Linked DNA regions of Capsicum annuum: region 2 is linked to region 1. Evidence: chromatin contacts called from public Hi-C data. All regions are on one chromosome and are shown on one strand. The core of a region is the stretch at or near the end of the contact, and the rest is flanking DNA. Distances in the headings are between cores, read along the strand shown. Region 1 overlaps LOC107867964 (nitrate reductase [NADH]). Region 2 holds the start of LOC107867962 (pumilio homolog 5).

Region 1 (3,735 bases), core at 861-3,360:
CAACCTGGAAACCAATCGGGTGGATGGATGGCAAAGGAGAGGCACTTGGAGATATCAGCAGAGGCTCCTCCAGCACTAAAGAAAAGCATTTCAACTCCATTCATGAACACAGCTTCAAAGATGTATTCCATGTCCGAGGTCAGGAAGCACAACCATTCTGACTCTGCTTGGATCATAGTCCATGGCCATATCTACGATGCCACACGTTTCTTGAAAGACCATCCTGGTGGTGTTGACAGCATCCTCATCAATGCTGGTACTGATTGCACTGAGGAATTTGATGCAATTCATTCTGATAAGGCCAAGAAGCTCTTGGAGGACTTTAGAATTGGTGAACTCATAACTACTGGTTACACCTCTGATTCCTCTCCAAACAGTTCTGTCCATGGATCTTCTTCCATCAGTAGCTTTCTAGCACCTATTAAGGAGCTTGTTCAAACACCAACAAGGAGTGTGGCCCTTATCCCAAGAGAGAAAATCCCTTGTAAACTCGTCGACAAGCAATCCATCTCCCCTGATGTTAGGAAATTCCGTTTTGCATTACCCTCTGAAGATCAAGTCTTGGGCTTGCCTGTTGGCAAACACATATTCCTCTGTGCCACAATTGATGATAAGCTCTGCATGCGCGCGTACACGCCTACTAGCACGGTCGATGAGGTGGGGTTCTTCGAATTGGTTGTCAAAGTATACTTCAAAGGGGTTCACCCTAAATTCCCTCATGGTGGGCAAATGTCACAGTATCTTGATTCTCTCCCAATAGGAGCATTTCTCGACATGAAAGGTCCATTAGGTCACATTGAATACCAAGGAAAGGGTAATTTCTTAATCCATGGCAAACAAAAGTTTGCCAAGAAGTTGGCAATGATAGCTGGTGGAACAGGGATAACTCCAGTGTATCAAGTGATGCAGGCAATCCTGAAAGATCCAGAAGACGACACGGAAATGTATGTGGTGTATGCTAACAGAACAGAGGATGATATTTTACTCAAGGATGAACTTGATGCATGGGCAGAGCAAATACCAGATAGAGTTAAAGTTTGGTATGTGATTCAAGAGTCTACAAAAGAAGGATGGAAGTACAGCACTGGCTTTGTTACAGATGCCATCCTAAGAGAACATATCCCAGGTCCATCTCACACAACACTAGCATTGGCTTGCGGACCACCTCCTATGATTCAATTTGCTATCAATCCTAACTTGGAGAAGATGGGCTATGACATTAAGGATTCCTTATTGGTCTTCTAATTGAAGGATGATAACAATATTTAGCAATAATAAATTCTTTTTTGTTTCAGTTGTACATATTGTTTTTCGTTTATCACCCCATGTACTACTTATAGTTCTTACATTTTATTTTTCAACTTTAGGTATAAAGTATTCTCTTCCAACAAAGTGATTCTTTAAGGAAGAAATGTTGTACTATACTAGTATGTGTATGTCGGAAGGTTGTAATATGTACCATGACACAATGTATATTCATCATGGGATATATAGTAACGTTATGGTCGCAAAGTCTTCTTGTAAAAGATTTTTTCAAAATCAATATGTGTATATATATATATATATAGTAATTGCAAATTATTGTTCTTTTCCACTGTAATGTGGTTGTCTTGTTTAGTTTATAGTCTCCAGTGAATATTTGTTTCTTTTTCTAAAACTCTTTTATGTTGCCTTATATAAGAAAAGGTTAAGCAATGAATATCACCATGCTAACAATATATATGGATAATTCAGTTTCTTTGCTTTGTGCTAAAAATGCATTGCAAAACTTCTATCTGTTTTTCGTAACCTTTAAAACTCCAATTTTGTTGTATTTAATATTATGCTATGCAACATAACTTTACAAGTATATACAAACAATAAGACCATATATAGCCAACTATGGCTCTATAATTAACGAATAAGAAATCGTCCATGTATATTTATACTCCATAGCGCTAAACTTAACGAAAGGACGTCTATTATAGGGTTAAACCATAATCCTGACTTTCTGCATTCAAAGTGTGAATATTATAGGGAAAAGTAGCATACCTAAGTCTTAAATTACAAAAAATAGCAACATTTTAATGAAATTACTTGGTGTAGCAAACCTAGCATTATTTTAAGTGGGGGACCACAATTACCGCCTCTCAAAAGTAGGTTTCATTATTCACGCTTAAAATCTTTCTCTTTTCTTTAATTGCTTTATACTTTACCATTTTTCACGCCTTTTCTTAGATTTTCTCTTTTAAATTTTTTTTCTTCTTAACGTCTTTTGCACGATCTGATAATGATATTGTTCCACAATTTTAGGTAACTAATTAATTCAGTTATTGCATGTTATCAATTTCTTAATATTTTTTTTCAATTTTGTACTGCAAACAATTTGTTAACGGAGAATCAAGGTGATCGGATTTGCTGAATTATGTTTTGTTTGTTTTTCATTGAAATTTGATGTTTTATGAGTTGATATGGTTGAAAAAAAATTAAAATTTGGATGAAAATTGAAATTGGGTTTTATTTTGTTCCGATTAATGGAGGATAATCGGAGTTGAATGGATATTGTAGCTGATTTTGAGTTGATTTGTTGTTGTTATTGGTTGAGCTTTTTCGAAGATGTCTGATATTTAAAAAAAAACAGTTGAAAAAAATTTCTTCTCTAAAAGACAAAAAAATAAAAAAATATGAGAAGAAAAGAAAAGCAAAAAAAATTGCAGATTCAAGCAATGTTCATGCCGATGTTGAGAATTCTTGTGCTAATGAATCTGAAGAAGACATGGAGGAAGAGGTATTTGTCGTTGTATATGTATTTTTATTTACTGTTATATATTTAGGGATTTTGTAAAGCTTTATCAATTGGGGTAATATGTATTTTTTTGTGAAGCTAACATGTATTTACTGATCAGCTGATATGTATTTAGGAATTTCAGTAAAACTGATTTGTGAAAATGATAGGTTAAATATATATTTTGGGTTAACATGTATTTTTTTGTAAAGCTACTATGTTTAGTTATATTTGTATGTTAAATGAATTTGCTAACTTGCATGTATGGAAAAATATATTTATATATGAACTACTCATGAAGAGGTATTTGGTTATATGTATTTTTATTATAAATGATATTTATTTTTCTGTATATTGGAATGTTGAAATATATAAATATATTTGTGGTTATGGACGTATTTGTATTTGTGTCGGTAATAGATACAACTTCATTTTTACTAGATACGTATTTTATAGTCTACATATATACATTTGCGTTACAATTGTTTAACAGATACTTAAACATATTTTTCTATATTCCTAGGTTGTATTTTAGAATATTGAGCCAACTCAAAGGGAAATGTCAAATTTTGAAATATTAGAGCAGGATGAAGTTGATGATGAACATTCAGTTGATTCAGATGATGATTTTAAGGATCCACCATCAAAAGAAATTTATGAACGCTCAAAGTGACGGCGAAGCACCATTGAGGCCTGTTAGGGAAAGCAAGATAACAAGTGTCACAGAAATATTTGAAGTCTGATGGTTGATGATTTTATTACATTGTGTAGTGATAAAATTAAACTGGATGTTGAAATTAATTTTAAAAAAGTTATTTTATGTTTTGAAGTGAATCAAAGTTACTAATTGTGAAGAGAATGTAAGTTATTCATTTTAGTCTTTTATGTTGAATATGTTTTCTATAAGTTTGTAGTATGTGTTTTACTCCAAGGTTCAGTATGATTTGATATACTGTTCAGATTAAATTTAA
Region 2 (3,735 bases), core at 361-2,860, 160 kb before region 1:
ATTAGCAAAGTAAACAGTAAGAAGAAATGATGGAGTCAGTTAAATCACCATTAAAAAAAGTCACGACTTCTCTACCGCTGGAAGCTCTAGTAAGTATAAATTGTTTCACAGTTTATAGACAAAAGTTGAAGTCATTTAGAAGAATAGTTGTACTCAACCAAAGATATCACCCTCCGCTCACATTCTACGGATGATACCATAGTACCATACCTGGAACATGTCCCAATCTGGAACCACAATCTCCCCCATAAGAAGACTGTTAAATACAACAGAAGCAATATTTACTGTTTGATGAGTAGGATCCCTGGGCATGAAATCCTCAGATGCTCTTGCAGCTGCACTCCTCTTTGAGATGACAGTTCACTTCTCAATCAGAAACTACTATCAATACAATAACATCATCCATACCTTGCATAGCAATTTCAACTAAAGAGTGTTCAAACCTGTAGAAGGAGTCAGAGTTGTGATTCATACAGCAAATCAGGTTGTTTTCTCCAAATTTTCTCACAACGGACTCCTCAAGAGCGGCTTGGTATTGTCTAGTAATCAGGCACTTCAGGTGCTCTCTCGAGTGACTTTTCTTACAATGTATCTGATGACTTAGCCATTGTAGTCATACATTGGCATGAAAAGTGAATAGTTTGTTCTGAATTGGGTGTGATGTAGTGAGTGGTACCTGTGCCATCAAAATATCTATATTAGTGTCAGAAGAATGAGCAATCACAAACACATCATGCTATAACTGACCTGCCCAATCTATAGACTATATATAGGAAAAGTACATCCCACAAGAGACAATAATTTTCATCGTTTCTATTTTACTTGCCTAAGTACCTAATAAAGTTGGAAGAAGAAGCCAAATTTGATAAAACTATCTTGCCTCTCAAGGCATACATACATAAGTACAATGCGGCATTTCTCTAAGTTTGGTACAATTAATACATACTCCATCCTTCTTTTCAAAGGAAAAGCTCAAAGCAGAGTTAGAAAAAATACTCACAGTCCATGTAAGAAAATGCAATGTTGTAGAAGATGTTGAAGATTATTGTGAATTCAAAAAGTTCCCTACAGTCTATTCGGTAACAGTATTCATTTGGAAAGAATCCTTATTTTTTACTATTGCAGCTCCTTAATTAGAAAGGATATAAATATTCATATATGAAAAAATTAATTATATGCACTCTGTAGAAAGTATAAACAATTACATGTATCCAATTCTTTCTATCAAATTAATTCACAAGAATTGAATTCATGGAATATGACGTCCTGCAATTCCAAATTCATCATTTTTTCACATCAAAAAATTTTAACTTTATTAAACACTATAATAATATACCCGAAACTTCCTTCCTTATTAGGCCTAAAACTCAAATTTATATCACTACCAAACTACATCCACAACAGTCAAGAATGAACCTGAGAAGTTAGTGTTCTTATTGCTGTTTGAATTCAAGATTGAAGTTGGTGTTTGAGAACTTGAGGAAGAAAAAGAGTAAGTTGTATGATTGTGAAAGGAAGATAAAGATAATCAGGGTGTGTTTGGTACATGTAAAATGTTTTCTGAAAAATATTTTTCAATCTTTCCTTGTTTGATTGTAATGAAATGTTTGGAAAATATTTTTCATAACAATTCATTTTCCTCCATTTGATGGAAAATGACTTCTCTTAGAGTCAAGAAAATCATTTTTCAGAAAATGATAAATGAGACTTATGACTCCCACCCCATTCCTTTTCCCCACCTTAACAACACTCATATTCATATGACTTAAAAAATTTATATTACTTGGAAATATTTTTTATTACACTTTACTTTAATTTTTTATTGCTTGAAATAAAAAAAAGTGAAATCCGATTTTTTTTTATTTTCAATGTTCATTAAATATATTGTTATTTTCATATTCATAGAGAAAGATTTACCTATGTTACTTTTGCTAATTGCATATTTTGAATAAGCTTGTCGTTCCGTTATATTTCTATTAATCGTAGTATCTTGAGATTGTCCTGACAAAATATTGAAAAATATCTCTTATATTTGTTAATTAATAATTGCTTAAATTTAGTGATTGTAGTATTTTAGAATTCCATATTGATATTATTTGTTATGCTTAAATTATTTCTTACAAATTGTTGAGTTGTTAGAGGCATTGATATATTAGTTAACAGTTAGTAAAAAATATTTTTTCACTCACCAATCAAACACTAGAAAATATTTTTCTAAAAAATATTCTCTACTCACCAACCAAACATCATAAAATATTTTTCTTTTTAAAAAATATTTTTCATTCACAAACCAAATATGAGAAAATAAGTAAAAAACAGCTTATTTTTCAGGAAAACATTTTACAAGAAAATATTTTTCATGAAAAGTATTATCAAACACACCCGGAGTATTCTGGAACGGTTGAGAAAAAATTGGAAAAATATCCATGATAGCACAAAGACAGATTTGCCCTTAATCAAAATGGCGAATTTGCCCTTGGTCGTCCAAAGGCTTCACATTTCTCTCTATATATATTGTTAATGTGCATAAAATACATAGGATTTGTACAAGATATACACAATAATATTTAGTGATATACATGTGACACACATATAATATATCAGTAGTATATTATTTGTCAGTCGCTTGAATATCGTAACACACATATACAACAGATTGTTCTTCAACACTTCTTCAGCTATGTCTCCACTAAATGTTTTGAAACTTTATCCACAGCTTAAAAATTATAATTTCCAATCATCAATTTCAGCAAACAACAGCAAATTCAACAAAATCCATTTTATGTTCCTCAAGTTCTCTCAAAATTTAGCAATCAAGTTTTTTGAGTTTCTCACTGAGGAAATTCAATCAATCCAATCAGTGTTTAGACATTAAGGTGTCGTTTGGTTGGGAATGTAGTTATGTTGGGATTAGTTATGTTGAGATAAGTTATACTTAAATTAGTTATGATGGGATTATTTTTTATTGAGTGTTTGATTTATTGTATTTAAAGTAATATGCATGATATAATTTCTAAGAATAAATTAATTGATTACCAAAATACCCCATTTTTTTTTTTTAATATATATTTCGTTTCAAGCTTTAAATATTTATTCTTAAAAATAAAACTTTCATCTTATTTAGCTTAATTTTTTTGTGTGTGTGCATTTTCATGATTATATCAAGTGTATTTTAAAAATAAAATTTTCGTCTTATTTAACTTTAATTTTTCCGCATTTGTCTTCCCCTGATTATGCCTAGTATGTTTAAGAAAAAAATCTTACTACATCTTATTTAGTTTAAAATAAAAATTTCCAACTTAAGTTTGTTAAAGTAAAAAAAATTGTTGTTTATGTCACTTCATTTAAACACATATCACTCATATAATATAGAATATTAAAATTCATTTTAATTGATATATACAACATCAATTTTCAAGTGATTAAAAACTATTAAATTTAAAATATGTAATTGAACAATGGAGTCGATTGTGAAACGATAATGTGTATTAAAACTAGGCAAAACTTTTGTAGTTGCTAAAATATTTTATAGATTATCAATGAATGATAATTATTATTATAAAATCTACTTACTTTAATTAATCTTTTCATTGTGTAGTAAGAATTTTTTGTGTTATCAATTCACAAAAATAACACTTGAAAGGAAAAAGTTAATGTTGAATTTTATTTTTCTATCCTTAAAAAATTATAGTACCTACATTTTGTCGGATATATAAAAAATTATAGTATCTAGTT

What was found. Hi-C and Micro-C count contacts between places; a contact is called where the count stands out from the background.
Region 2: a Hi-C map of leaf shows a contact between it and region 1, with 5 times the contacts expected there. The contact joins the promoter of LOC107867962 here to the enhancer-like site in region 1. A contact is called at or near these places in 2 of 5 Hi-C or Micro-C datasets (leaf and placenta).

What each region holds. Positions count from the first base shown.
Region 1 is chr4:67,464,541-67,468,275 of UCD10Xv1.1, reverse strand. LOC107867964 (nitrate reductase [NADH]) reads left to right here. Exons shown (of 4, transcript XM_016714485.2): 4 at 1-1,512. The coding sequence ends at 1,245. Among protein-coding and RNA genes, the nearest start is that of LOC107867964, 6.0 kb to the left of the region's middle. Within about 2 kb of position 2,110, at least 2 of the 5 cell types and tissues checked have an H3K27ac peak or open chromatin away from gene starts, as enhancers often do. A contact at or near this core is called in leaf, where this site is marked.
Region 2 is chr4:67,624,304-67,628,038 of UCD10Xv1.1, reverse strand. LOC107867962 (pumilio homolog 5) reads right to left here and starts at 1,610. Exons shown (of 7, transcript XM_047411847.1): 1 at 1,417-1,610; 2 at 444-676; 3 at 1-363.